Regions from separate parts of the Mus musculus genome. Here all the other regions are linked to region 2. Evidence: chromatin contacts called from public ChIA-PET and HiChIP or PLAC-seq data. All regions are on one chromosome and are shown on one strand. The core of a region is the stretch at or near the end of the contact, and the rest is flanking DNA. Distances in the headings are between cores, read along the strand shown.

What was found. ChIA-PET counts read pairs in DNA pulled down with a chosen protein or histone mark. HiChIP or PLAC-seq counts read pairs in DNA pulled down with a chosen protein or histone mark.
Region 1: a contact with region 2 is called in a FOXA1 HiChIP or PLAC-seq map of pancreatic cancer cells. The contact joins the enhancer-like site here to the promoter of Hps6 in region 2. A contact is called at or near these places in 3 of 39 promoter capture datasets (the C10 cell line, hippocampal neurons and pre-B cells), 1 of 15 datasets of contacts at CTCF or cohesin (embryonic stem cells), 2 of 484 Hi-C or Micro-C datasets (B cells and embryonic stem cells), 6 of 115 datasets of contacts at active chromatin or transcription factors (bone marrow-derived macrophages, embryonic stem cells, memory CD8 T cells and 2 more) and 3 of 9 other capture datasets (adipose tissue, embryonic stem cells and liver).
Region 3: an RNA polymerase II ChIA-PET map of memory CD8 T cells shows a contact between it and region 2, with 8 read pairs. The contact joins the enhancer-like site here to the promoter of Hps6 in region 2. A contact is called at or near these places in 4 of 39 promoter capture datasets (hippocampal neurons, liver, pre-B cells and 1 more) and 3 of 115 datasets of contacts at active chromatin or transcription factors (bone marrow-derived macrophages, memory CD8 T cells and stem cell-derived neural progenitor cells).

What each region holds. Positions count from the first base shown.
Region 1 is chr19:45,545,788-45,550,093 of GRCm38.p6, forward strand. It overlaps Gm19639 (a long non-coding RNA gene), which reads left to right. Exons shown (of 2, transcript XR_386758.2): 2 at 314-559. Among named protein-coding and RNA genes, the nearest start is that of Gm41856, 2.9 kb to the left of the region's middle. Within about 2 kb of position 2,899, at least 35 of the 459 cell types and tissues checked have an H3K27ac peak or open chromatin away from gene starts, as enhancers often do. A contact at or near this core is called in pancreatic cancer cells, where this site is marked.
Region 2 is chr19:46,001,945-46,006,503 of GRCm38.p6, forward strand. Hps6 (HPS6, biogenesis of lysosomal organelles complex 2 subunit 3) reads left to right here and starts at 1,534. Exons shown (of 1, transcript NM_176785.3): 1 at 1,534-4,229. The coding sequence starts at 1,682. The coding sequence ends at 4,099. The region is part of intron 1 of 4930505N22Rik (RIKEN cDNA 4930505N22 gene); the gene reads left to right.
Region 3 is chr19:45,628,464-45,632,765 of GRCm38.p6, forward strand. It overlaps Fbxw4 (F-box and WD-40 domain protein 4), which reads right to left. Exons shown (of 9, transcript NM_013907.2): 5 at 2,402-2,496. Among named protein-coding and RNA genes, the nearest start is that of Fbxw4, 30 kb to the right of the region's middle. Within about 2 kb of position 2,703, at least 78 of the 459 cell types and tissues checked have an H3K27ac peak or open chromatin away from gene starts, as enhancers often do. A contact at or near this core is called in bone marrow-derived macrophages, memory CD8 T cells and pre-B cells, where this site is marked.

The DNA.
Region 1 (4,306 bases), core at 1,649-4,148, 450 kb before region 2:
ATGAGACAGGATCCATCAGAGGCCCCGAGGAGCTGGGAGTTAGGAGAAGACGTGTCAGTGTCGCAGGGCAGGACTCCGAGGGCCCTGTCTAGGTGGAGCAGGCATATATTGGTTTGTCCGTGTGTGTGCTCCACTCTGGCAGGCCTCAGGAGGTGGCATTGCCTTTACTCCTTCTTTCATGATGGTGTACACAACTGGCCATTCTCTCTCAGAGCAGGAAACTCACGAATCAAAGCCCAGGTTTGAGCCAGACTGGTGGGGTAGCCTGTAAGACTCCACCTTCAGGAGGCTGTGTTGAATTCTCATTTCACAGGCAGCTGGGGCTACCATAGTGAAACCCAGTCTCAAAGCCAAACTGAACCCTGGTTTCAGGGCAGTCAGCGTCAACTCTCTCTGCAGATTTGAGGGACGAGAGGAAAGGAGGGGAGACAAAAGGCTCAGTGAGATCTGTGCGGAGCGGAACAAGGGAATCAGCTGGGCGGAATCACGGAGACCTGAGTGACATTCATCTCTGACACATGTTGCATGACTTGGGACAATAAAAAGAACCTCTCTGGGACATGTGTGTCTGTCTGTGTACAGGCATGTACGAGCACAGATGCCTGCAGTGGCAGCGGCTTTGGATCCCTGGGAACCAGGGTTTTAGGCAGTCGTGTGCTGCCTGGTGTGGGCACTGGGAATTGAACTCAGGGACCGGGACCTGATAGAGCAATACATGCTCTTGACCCCTGAACCATCTTTCTAGCCCAGGACTCAGGCTTTCCATCTGTAAAATGGAGCTGGGCGGTGGTGGTGCCCTTAATCCCAGCACTTGGGAGGCAGAGGCAGGCGGATTTCTGAGTTCAAGGCCAGCCTGGTCTACAAAGTGAGCAGAGGCTACACAGAGAAACCCTGTCTCAAAAAAACAAAAACAAAACAAAATCTAGCTGGAGACTGCATATCCACATGTAGGGCTGAGCTAAGTAGGGCTTGGTAAAACTGCTGAAATAAACCAGGTGTGTGGCACAGGTAGCTCAGGGCCCTTCCCCAAGTCTCCTTTTATAGCTTGCTCAGTATTAACTGGTCTTTCCAGCTTTCTAACAAGTCCCATGGGACCCCAAACTTCTTTTTTCTTGGTATCCATGTCCCATGAATAAATTTTTGAAATGCCATTTTGGGAAGGAGAGACACGCTTTTTTTGGGAAGGGTGCCACACAATCAGACCACTCTGCTTGCTCATGTCTGTGTGCTGGAAGTTTCTGCAGAAGCTGTCTGCACGGGTATAACTCTTGGTTAGTGCTCACAGCGACTCCATCCAGGTTCCAGGCTCCACAGATGCACACGCCACACACTGAAGTGCTTACAAGGATCTGATTCCATGATCAGCCGCAGAAGAGACGGAAGAGTCTGGAAACTGGGAGCAATTATTGCCCTGGGAAATCTGGAGGGCAGGGAGCTGTGTGAGTGGAGTCTCCACACCTCCCCCAGCTTCACCATTACAGGAGCTTCCTAAGGCTCCCCTAGGCTTTGTGCATCTCCTCTAACTGCTACACAGTACACGTTCACACTCTTGGCCCTTTCCAACAGCCGTGGTGCAGGGCAGAAACTCAGGTCAGGTTGCCTGAGCTCGCTACTTAGGGCCCCACAGGCTGGATTGAGAGTCCTGGTTATCCTGGGATCCCAGTAGGGCTCTAAAGAAAAAGTCCTCGCATGCCCACGTTTGTGGCTGGCAGCATCCGTTCCTGATGGCTGTGGGGACTGTTTCTTGCATCAGCACCACTGCTCCTTGAGGCCCCCAGAGTTCCTGCTCATGCTTCAGATCTCTCGTCCACCGCCCTTCCACCTGCCACCAACCAGAGGCAGCTCTCCTTTTAAGGGGCTTGTATGGTTAGATAATGTCCCCTTTGCTATGTAATACAATATAACCCCAGGGGCTAGAGAGACAGCTCAGCAGTTAAGAGCACTGGTTTCTCTTCCAGGGGATCCAGGTTCAGTTCCCAACACCCACATGGCAGCTCACAAATGTACATAAAAATAAAATCATTTAAACACACACACACAAGCCGGGCGTGGGGGCGCACGCCTTTAACCCCAGCACTTGGGAGACAGAGGCAGGTGGATTTCTGAGTTTGAGGCCAGTCTGGTCTACAAAGTGAGTTCCAGGACAGCCAGGGCTATACAGAGAAACCCTGTCTCGAAAAACCAAAAATCAAAACACACACACACACACACACACACACAGAGAGAGAGAGAGAGAGAGAGAGAGAGAGAGAGAGAGCTCACACCCTAGAGCAGAATGCTCTGCCCACTCTCTAAAGGCCAGGTCCCTAGGGACCATGCTCACCACTCCCAGCCTCTCAGGTATACACATCCTTCTGTCCCTAGTTCCAGACCTCCCAATCTATGTGGAGCACTGGACCAATCACTGTTCATGTCTGATCATCAGTTTCTGCATAAAATTGGCAGGCCTTGTGCCTAACAGAACAGGATGTGAGCAGCAGAGGGGACTGTGCTCCTTTAGACTGGAGCCTCCACCCAGGGAGGTGCAGGATGGGGGACCTCCTAGTGAGACTCCACCCACAGCCCAGCCCAGCCCAGCCCAGCACAGCCCAGCACAGCACAGCCCAGCCCAGCATAGCCCAGCCCAGCACAGCCCAGCACAGCCCAGCCCAGCATAGCCCAGCCCAGCATAGCCCAGCCCAGCATAGCCCAGCCCAGCCCAGCATAGCCCAGCCCAGCCCAGCATAGCCCAGCCCAGCCCAGCCCAGTCCAGCCCAGCCCAGCCCAGTCCAGCCCAGCCCAGCCCAGCCCAGCCCAGTCCAGTCCAGCCCAGTCCAGTCCAGCCCAGTCTAGCCCAGCACAGCCCTGCACAAGTGTCCGTGTGTTGTTTCCAGACATCCTGATAACTGTACTGAGAGAGAGTGGTCAGAGACCCATGGTACCCACAGGAACCCTCGGACCTGGCAAGGTGGCTCATCTCTAGCTGAGGGAGTGCAGTGGGACAAGGATCAGAGGGTGACCAACTCTGTTTCAGTCTCACCTCCTCAGCTTACCCTGTCTGCCCGTGTGGCTCAGCCTCCGGGTCTCTAGCAGCCTTCCTGTCCTTCTAACCCAGCCCTGGCTAGCCACTTGTAGTTAATGTCAGCTTCCTGAGGCCTGTGAGTTCCTATCAGTCTTGGGAGCCCCCTCCTCCCCAAGGAACACAACCCCATCTTTCTCCCAGGCTCCCTCCTGCTCTCCCCAAGGGCCAATTTTAGTGCAGTACACAAGCTTCGCTTTGGGGGTCATCTCCCAACCAAGGCAGAGGGGCTGGAAGAAGACCATCCTGACTCCATCCAAGCGCGGGAGCTGGGTAAGAGGTGGGGAAATGAATATTAATTTATCATGATTAGGCAAATCCGGCAGGGAGAGCCGATTCAGGCGGAGGAGGCTAAAAAGATGAATTTCAGCAATAAAATTAAATAAGGACGGACGGGCGGCCCCTCCTCCCTCCCGCTTTGCTGATCTCTCTCTTTCTTACAATTTATGAGGCCAATTATGAAGATGGGGTTGGAAGTTCCTGGAACTTCACTAAATGCAAACGGCGGTCCCTGCTGTTCCCATCAAATTAATTAACCGCGCGCTATTGATGGCCGCTCAAGGCTGACGCAAGCGGTCCGCCCTGCGGTCTCCACCATGGACACAGGGACCCAGAGCTCCGAGTCCAGTCAGGACTCCCCTACCTTTCTAGTCCCTGACCAGCACAACCAGGGTCCCCTGACAAGCCCACACACCTGCCTGAGCCCCTGGTGACATGGGGACTGTACCCAGAGGCTAGCTAGAGACACTGGTACTCACACCACAGCTACAGGGCCCAGAAATGTGTGGTAGGCACACAAACAAGGGACACCGGGTGCATACCCAGGGAACCTGCACTCATACAGTGATGGCTGGGTCGCAGCTCCTGGAGCAGGCAAGGAAGGGCACTGTCTGAGGTGACAGGCTTATCCTGTCAGGGCCAGGCCTGGGTCTAGCAGGTTCTACACAGAGACTCCACAGCCATTGGAGAAGAGATAGTTTATCAGTTCAGGCCCATCTTCTGGTGGCTTTCTCGGGGTCCTTTCAAGCAGCTCATCGTCCCCGGGGGCATCTCCTTGTCTTGGGGCCCAGGGCCTTCCTCAGGGAGGCTCTTCCACGGGGATCAGAGCTGAGGAGGAAGGATGTCGCAGATGAGACCTGGTCCAAAGTCTCAGACTACTTTTCTCTTGGGGCCTTAGCTAGGAGCCTCTCTCTCCAGTTCCAGAGCTTGGGTTCCAGAGCTTGGAAGCAGGGCTGCCCAGGGACTCGG
Region 2 (4,559 bases), core at 284-2,783:
CTGTCTCAGTCACTCTTCTATTGCTGTGAAGAAATACCACAACCAGGGCAACTCTTTTTTTTTTTTTTTAAGATTTATTTATTTATTATATGTAAGTACACTGTAGCTGTCTTCAGACACTCCAGAAGAGGGAGTCAGATCTTGTTACAGATGGTTGTGAGCCACCATGTGGTTGCTGGAATTTGAACTTCAGACCTTCGGAAGAGCAGTCGGGTGCTCTTACCCACTGAGCCATCTCGCCAGCCCCAGGACAACTCTTATACAAGAAACCATTTAATGAGGGGCTTGCTTGCAGTTTCAGAGCATCAATCCATTATCATCATTGGCAGAGAGCACGGTGATGCACACGGCAGTGAAGCAGTAGCTAAGAGCTCCAGTCCCATCCACAGGCAGACGGGAACCTGGACCTGGCATGGGGGGTTGAAATCGCAAAGCTCACTGCCAGTGACACACTTCCTCCAAGGAGGCCACACATAACTAATCCCAGTTCTTCTCAGAGAGTGCCACTCTCTGATGACTAACTATTCAGATATATGCGTCTGTGGGAGACCATTCTTAGTCAAACCACCACAGGAACCACGTGGTACAAGGCAAGAACCAGCTCCGAAAGTTGTCCTCTGGCCTCTGAGTGGGTGTTGTGGCGTATGCCCATAATATTGCACGCACACAAACACAGACACACATAGATACACACACAAACACACACACATTCAATATAATTTAATTTAAATTTTTAATGAGGAAGGCAGTGAACAGGAACAAAGTAGAATAATATATATATGTGTAAAAATGCCAGCCATAGCTTGGTCAATAAAGTGCATACCTCAAAAGCTTAAGACGCTAATTCTATCCTCAATGCTTGGTATTGTGGTTCGAGTCTATAATCCCAGCGTGGGAGACTGAAGCAGGAGGATCTCCCGAGCTCATTGGCTGGCTAGCACAACCTAGTGGGTGAGAGGTCCTAGTGAAAGAAGTTCTCTCAAAACAGTGTAGAAGGTTGGCTTCTGAGGAAAGACACTGAGGCTGACCTCCAGCCTTCACAGGTGCACACAGGACTAAGAATATGGAGGAAGGGGATGCGATCATGAAATTCATTACTTTGTATGCTGACTTCAAATTTAAAACATATGTATAAAGACCAGGGATGGTAGTGATGAACTTTAATCACGGCACTTGGGAGGCAGAGACAGGAGAATCTCTGTGAATTTGTGGCCAGCCTGGTGAGCGGAGGGTTGTTAACCTTACAGTTTTTCCACTAAATTTCCAGGCGGTTGAGATTTGCTATTTGGTCAGGGCTGATACGGTGTCAGTACTCAACCACAAATAAGGTGAAAGAGCGAGGTTCAGAAAGAAGGGAGACGTTTTGAGACATTCTCACGGTGCCTAGGAAACTTGAATCCAGAGCGGGGACCCTTGGGTGCTGCGGATGCTCCTCCCTCGGACATCTTCCCGCAGCTCCGCCCCCGGCGCGCAGCGCTAGCGGGGCGTGCCCTGGGGCAATCCCGGACCTCGCCTGGCGGGGCGGGGCCGGGCGGAGTCGACGTTCAGTCCAGGGCTTGGCTCACCTCATTCACCAGGGACGGAAGTGTCAGCCCTGCACTCCCCCGGGTACCAGGACTAGCAGTCCGGCCTCGCCCCACTGGGCGATCAGGCCTTGGCTAGCTCCTGCGGCAGAGGCGTCATGAAGCGTGCAGGAACTCTGCGCCTGCTTTCGGATCTGAGCAACTTCACCGGCGCGGCCCGGCTCCGCGAGTTGTTGGCGGGGGACCCAGCTGTCCTAGTCCGCTGCAGCCCTGACGGCCGCCACTTGCTGCTATTAAGACCCCCCGGATCGCCCGCCCCACAGCTTCTAGTGGCTGTGCGTGGGCCCGGCCTGCCGCTGGAGCGTGCCTGGCCGGAGGGCGACCCCTCGCCGCTGGACGTCTTTTTCGTGCCGTGGCTGGCGCGACCCGCGCTGATCTTGGTATGGGAGAGTGGCCTAGCAGAGGTTTGGGGCGTGGGGATGGAGCCTGGATGGAAGCTACTTCAGAGCACTGAGCTGTGTCCGGATGGTGGAGCCCGCGTGATGGCCGTGGCCGCAACCCGAGGCCGCCTAGTTTGGTGCGAGGAGCGTCAGCCGGGTGTTAAGGACCAACCAGAGCAGCTTTCAACGGCCTTCAGCCACCGTGTGTGCTTCAAGACCCTGGAAACCAGCGGGGAGGCTGGCACCAAACTAGGCTGCACCCACATCCTGCTACACCATTGCCCCCTTTTTGGACTGATAGCCTCCCGCAAGGACCTCTTCCTGGTGCCTACTACCAACACTTGGTCTGGTGTGGCCCACCTTCTGCTCATCTGGAGCCCAAGCAAGGGGAAGGTAATAGTTGCTGCTCCATCTCTTGGTCTTTCACACAGTAAAAGCCTGAATCCCAAACAAGGGGACACTTGGGACTTCCGGACCCTGCTGCGAGGCCTTCCTGGATTCCTGTCCCCCAGGGAGCCACTGGCTGTACACACTTGGGCCCCATCTTCGCAGGGCTTGTTGTTGCTTGACTTGAAAGGGAAGGTGAGCCTAGTGCAGTGCCATGGTGGTACTCGAACCGTGGGAATCCTGCAGGAGGCCCCTGTAAGCCTAAAAGGGTCTGCAGCCCTGGGGACATTTCACGGCACTTTAGCCTGTGTCCTGGGCTCCACCTTGGAACTACTGGACATGAGCAGTGGGCGGCTGTTGGAAAAAAAGGTTCTCAGTACAGACAGAGTACATTTGCTGGAGCCTCCAGCCCCGGGCATGAAGAACGAGGAAGAGCTGGAGACCCGAGGAGCCCTACGATTGCTTTCAGCCTTGGGTCTCTTTTGTGTGTGTTGGGAAACTCCCCAAGGCCTTGAGCTGCCTTCAGACAAGGACCTGGTGTTTGAGGAGGCCTGTGGGTACTACCAGCGTCGGAGCCTTCGAGGTACCCAGCTTACCCCAGAAGAACTGAGACACAACAGCATGTTTCGGGCACCTCAGGCCCTGGCCTCCATCCTCCAGGGCCACCTGCCCCCGTCTACACTCCTGACAACCCTGAGGGCTGAGCTCCGGGATTATCGTAGTATAGAACAGCTCAAGGCCCAGCTGGTGGCTGGGGACGATGAGGAGGCTGGCTGGACTGAGTTAGCGGAGCACGAGGTGGCCCGCCTGCTGAGAACCCAGTTGACAGGAGACCAGCTGGCCCAATTCAACACCATTTTCCAAGCCCTTCCTACAGCAGCTTGGGGTGCCACCCTCCAGGCACTGCAGCTCCAGCCAGATAGGAGTGGCAGGCTGAGGTCCCAAGCACCCCCGGATGTATGGAAGAAGGTCCTAAGGGCTCCAACAGCTGGAAAGGAACATCCCAATGGAATACTGCCGCCCTTTGAACTCCTGTGTCAGTGCCTGGGCCAGCTCGAGCCTCAGTGGCTCCCCCCATTTGTGAAACTGGCACAGCAGCAGGGTGGCCCCGGCTGGGGGGCTGAAGGCCCCAGTCTGCCCCTTTACCGCCGAGCCCTGGCAGTGCTAGGTGAGGAAGGGAAGAGGCCTGAGGCTCTGGAACTCGAGTTGCTTTTGGGCAGTGGGCGACCCAAAGCCGTGCTACAAGCTGTAAGGCAGCTGATAAAGAAAGAAGAGTGGGAACGGGCTCTGGAAGCCGGGCTGGCCCTGGATGCCTCCAGCCCCCTGCTTCGAAGTGAGATCTTTAAGCTGCTGCTGGCAGAGTTTGCCCAGCACCGCCGCCTGGATGCACACCTCCCTCTCCTCTGTCGCCTGTGCCCACCGGAAGTGGCTCCACATGAGCTCCTACTTCTGCTGAGGACACATCTCCCAGATGATGAGGGAACCACCCCTTTCCCTGAGCCTGGGGCAGAGCCCCCTCTCACAGTGGGCTTGGTCAGAGCCCTGCTAGAACAGACTGGGGCTCAAGGAAGGCCGTCTGGCCCAGTTCAAAGCACCTATGAGGACATCTTATGGGACCCAGGCACTCCACCCCCTACACCACCTCGTGGACCCACTGCTTCTCTCCCGGCATCAGACCATCCAGGACAAGAAGCCTGGGTACCACCTGGACAAGGGCTCGGTGCAGCTGATGTGGGAGTTCATTTGTAGAGCACAGAGATGCGAAGGGAAGGGTACCTAGGGTTATGAAGCACGAAGGTGGGACTTGTGTGTGCAATACTGTCTGTTGTGGAACAATTTTTAAAATACATGCAAATACCAAATATACTCACAGAGGTTTCTTGTGCGTGTTAAGTTTTGAACAGCTAAGGGTTGTAGCTTATCGAGGGAATGGTTGAATCTGGATGTCTTGCATAAATCAGCTACTTCTGGTCATGGAAACAATAGTCCTGAGTGTGTTTCCTGTGTGCTAGGAAACCTGTTGATCTTTATAGAATTCCTTATTTAATGCTTCTCATAACTCCACTGATGAAGTATTAATGTCTCCATTTTCTAGAGAGAAGAAGTAGCTGGCTAGAAAGATGAAAGAGCTTGGCCAAGTTTATCACCTAGAACATAGAGGCTTGAACATGTGAGCCATGTCACTCCATAGCCCAGCAGTGCCTGCAAG
Region 3 (4,302 bases), core at 1,453-3,952, 370 kb before region 2:
CGTTCTCCAGAGGATGTGGCTAGAGTAGAAGTCTCTAAGGCTGGGGTGCAGGGGACAGCCTGCCCACACCTCCATGTACTGAGTGCACGGACAATCTCTAGCCCAGAGCCCCTTCACCAGCAAGCTGCTCTTGTCCCCTGATGCCAGCACATTTGTCACTCACTTCTCTCTAGTCCCACACACAAGCCTGGCTGACAGGCTTTCAGAAAGGTGGCATTTGGGAGAAACTGCCAAGGAGACAAAGCTGGCTGGCTCCATTTTTCCACCCAGAACTCCCCATACACTTAGCTTCCCTCTGGTCACTGGTTGTCCCTTTCCTCTTTCCTAAGATGCTGGAATGATTTGTTCTGAAAAGTGACAGGTTTATAGGTTAGCCGACACCTCTGCTCTGTGGAATTTTAATTAACTTCTCCCGTCGTCAATATGCTAAGGAATGGGGTCTCCATTCTCTAAGGTCAGCAATGTGTTTCAGGTCCTGCTATATCAGCCGTCAAATTGAAGAATTAATGACGTGGCTAATCGGCTCTAATTCTTAGGAAGAAAGAAATTGAAAGGGAGTTGTGGAAGAGAGCAAGAGGAGAGCTACAGGCTCCATGAAGTGAGGAGAAAGAGGCTGAAGGGGGCTGAGCAAAAGGGGCACCAACCTGTTTATAAAAACAAGTGACTGAGGTGGTGGAGGTGGTGGCCCTCTAACTTTCCCAATTCCACTCAGGTGGGATGAGAGAGGCATCAGGAAAGAGCAGGAAGACAGACTCTACTAACTTCTAAGATAGTTCAAGTATAGAAAAGTCTCTAAATGCCCCTGGAAGGAGAGAGGCCTCCTTGGTTCAGGATAGCCCAGACAGGAGCTGGAGCGATGCCTCATCAGCTAAGAGCACTGACTGAACTTCTAAAGGACCTAGGTTTGATCCCCAGCAGCCACATGGTGGCTATAGCCATCTGAGCTCCAGTCCCAACACCCCCTGGTGGCCTCTAGGGACAGTGTATATATGTGATGCACAGATGTGTGTGTGTGTGTGTGTGTGTACATACATACAAAACACCCATACACACAAAGCAATAGAAAATCTTTTAAAAGCCTGGATACAAAGCACACGATGCACTGAACGACACTGTCTACATGAAACTCAACAGTAGGTACAGTGACTATATGCCAATAAAATGTTTTTTAATAACAATTAATAGCCAAAAAGCAGCAATTTTTCAATACAGGACTTCTTTGTGTAGCTCTGGCTGTCCTGGAACTGCAGACGAGGATGGCCTCAAACTCACAGAGATCTGCCTGCTGCTGCCTCCTGAGTGCAGGGATCAAAGGTGTGCACCACTTACTACCTGGCCAGTTTTACTTTTTATTTTTATTTTGCATACTTTGCTTTGTTTTTGAGTCAGGGTCTTACTCTGTGTCCTAGGCTGGCTGATGCTTATAGCCCAAACTGGCCTTAAATACATGGGTAATGTTTCCTGCCTCAGCCTCCCAGGTACAGGGATTACAGGCATGAGCCAACACACCTGGCTAGTTAAAGCAGAAGAAATAACTGCATTTTGGCGTAATCCTGGCCATTGGGAAGCTGAGGCAGGAAGCTCTAGCTCACGGCCAGTCTGGGCTGTATAATCAGTTCTGGACAAGCCCTAGCTACACAGCAAGACTTATTTTGATTCTGGTTTTAGGGGTTTGTTTGTTTGTTTGTTTGTTTGTTTGTTTTAAAGAGTTGTGGACTGGAGAGATGGGGAGAGATGCTCTTCCAGAGAACCTGTGTTTGATTCTTGACACCCACACAGTGGCTCAAAACCATCTGTAGCTACAGTTCCAGATTCAGCACCCTCTCTGGTCTCCAGAGAACCAGGCGCATGAACAGGAGCATGCACGGCGAACTACCACAGACATCAAATAATAAAACTGAGCTGCCCTTCCACAAAGTTGCCACTGTTTCTGCTCCTCTCCATATATGGATGCGGCCCAGTTGGCAGACCCCAAACCTCTCCTCCTCTCCTGATACCCAGAGCCTGTAAGGGATACACCAGAAGACATTTTCAGGGAACAAAGCAGAAGTGAGTCACAACAGCAGGCTAGCTGCTGTCCTTGCCTCTCAGGTATACTGAGAAGCCTCTGCGTTGGAGCAACCCCAGAGGACATCTGCTCCAGAAAGGTAACACTGCCCTTAGCTATAGCCAGTATGTAGCTTTCTCTTAACATTTCTGGTCAGATGCTTAGGAAAGGTTATCGCAATTCCAAAGTATAGTGAAAGACCCAAAGACTTAAAGTCTCTGGAGAATGTTTAAATCCCCAGGAGAGTGGTTCATAGCAACCTAGAATACACTAGTGAAAAAACTTCTAGCTTATCTGACCTAATAAAATGAAACCATTCTTGAATGAGATAAAAACCAAACACGTCTCCCTTACCTGAGTAATGGGCTGATAGCAATGGACCAGACTCGGTCTTCGGTCTGGATGGTGTGTAAGCACTGCCCCAGCCGGCCCGAGGCCAGAGGCCATACCTGGAAACAGGAGAGGAAATGCGCTTGTTGGCATTGCCTGGGCTGAGGAGGAAGAAGCCAACACCATGTGGGAAGAGTGAGACTGAGGAACTGGGGAACAGAGAATCCTTTCTGTCCTGAAGACAGAGAGAGCCAGGGTCTGAGCAGAGGGGCCTCTTCAGCTTCTCGTTCAGCTGCCACAGAGACGGGCCTTACTTCCTGCCCCAACCACCAACCTTTACCCTGCGAGTCCCTCTTCCTCCCAGGCTATGAGAGGTTACAGAGCCCTGCGTGAGATTCAACTGAGGAAATGCAGATGGAAGCCTCCTGCCTCTCTCAGAAACTTCCTTGTTTGTGACTCTTCCCTTCTCCTATCTTTCACCAAAACTTTACTTTAGGCACATAGAGAGCTGCGGGAAGACCAAGGCACAGTGTGGGGGGGAGACATGTATACTATTAGAGGAGTAAGAAGAAAACTGCAAAACAAGGAGAGAATGGGAACAAGACTTCAAAGTGAGAGGGGGTGTTGCTGTTTGTTTGTTCATAATGCCCAGGATCCAAAGGTATTCGCGTCAGCAGGGAATTTTAGCACCTAGTGTCACCTAAAGTAGCAGAAAAGCTTAACTCTTTTAAGCTTCCATATCTCCACAGGTTAAAAATATTGCTTGGAGCCCACTATCTGGGCCCTATCAGTCAGGAATGCACATTAGCAGGCACTCTGGGCTTAACTCTAATCAACACTCCCGAGCCTCTCAGCACTCAGTGCATTTAGAAATCTCCCATTAACACAAGGCTCCCCCGCACCTCACCCTACCCCAGATGACACACACACAGGGACATAAGCCTCTAACCAAACAGAAGGGAAACCTCCAATGTACAGGGCTCTCCCCAGAGCAGCCACAGAGGGATCCCTCGGCAGCTAGAGGGATCAGTGACCTCTCAAGGTCCCTGCAGAGCTATAAGGGGAACACACCACACTCAGGCAGGACCTTAGATGGAAGAACTTAAGGAAACATTCCTTCAGTGTAAGGGGCAGTGATGGAATGGGGGTGGTCTTGCCTTCTTAGGATCACATGGTATCTCTTCCCTATAAAAGGAGAGAGTGTTTCTCAGAGTTTGTGGGTATGATGCAGTGGGGGTGGGGTAAGAGTAGGGGGAACTTTCCCCAAAACTAAGAAAAGAAATTTAACGAGAATATTCTGGATGAGAAGGGAACCAAAAAAAAAAAAAAAAAAAACAACAACAACAACAACAACAAAAAACCACCAACGAGGGCACATATCTCAGTATTTCCTGTAAGCCCAGGATTCTAGCATCTGCCTTGCCCTTAGCAGCCAAACCCTTTGGTAATAACTAGATGCCCTTCTGGTTTCTTCCTTTAGACTGCCCAGCTTGGAAGAGACCTTTGCCTTTTCTGAACTCCCTCAGAGTCAGGTTCGTGCTTGTGTGGTGAAGAGGGCCCTCCTGATTTACATAATCTCCAGGACAGCCTAAACATGTGTTCTAGTAGCTTCTGTGGAGACGGCTGGTAGTAACTGAGAGCCCTCAAACTACAGATTAATGTTCCTGATCTTCAGGAGTGAATCAGGAAGTACACTGCCAATTCCAAGCATCAGTTAGGAGTGGCAGCCTGTCTCTGTAGCACAGCATCCTGTGGCAACAAGAGTGTCCTGGCACCTGAGCGACAGGAGTTGACATAATAAACATGTGGTCAGATCTTTACTATCAGTGAAACGGACCCATCCCAGAAAACACTCAGCGAACATACACATTTATACAGCCCTTTTAGAAGGCAAACCAGAGAGAGGTGGCAAGGCGTTCCTGTCA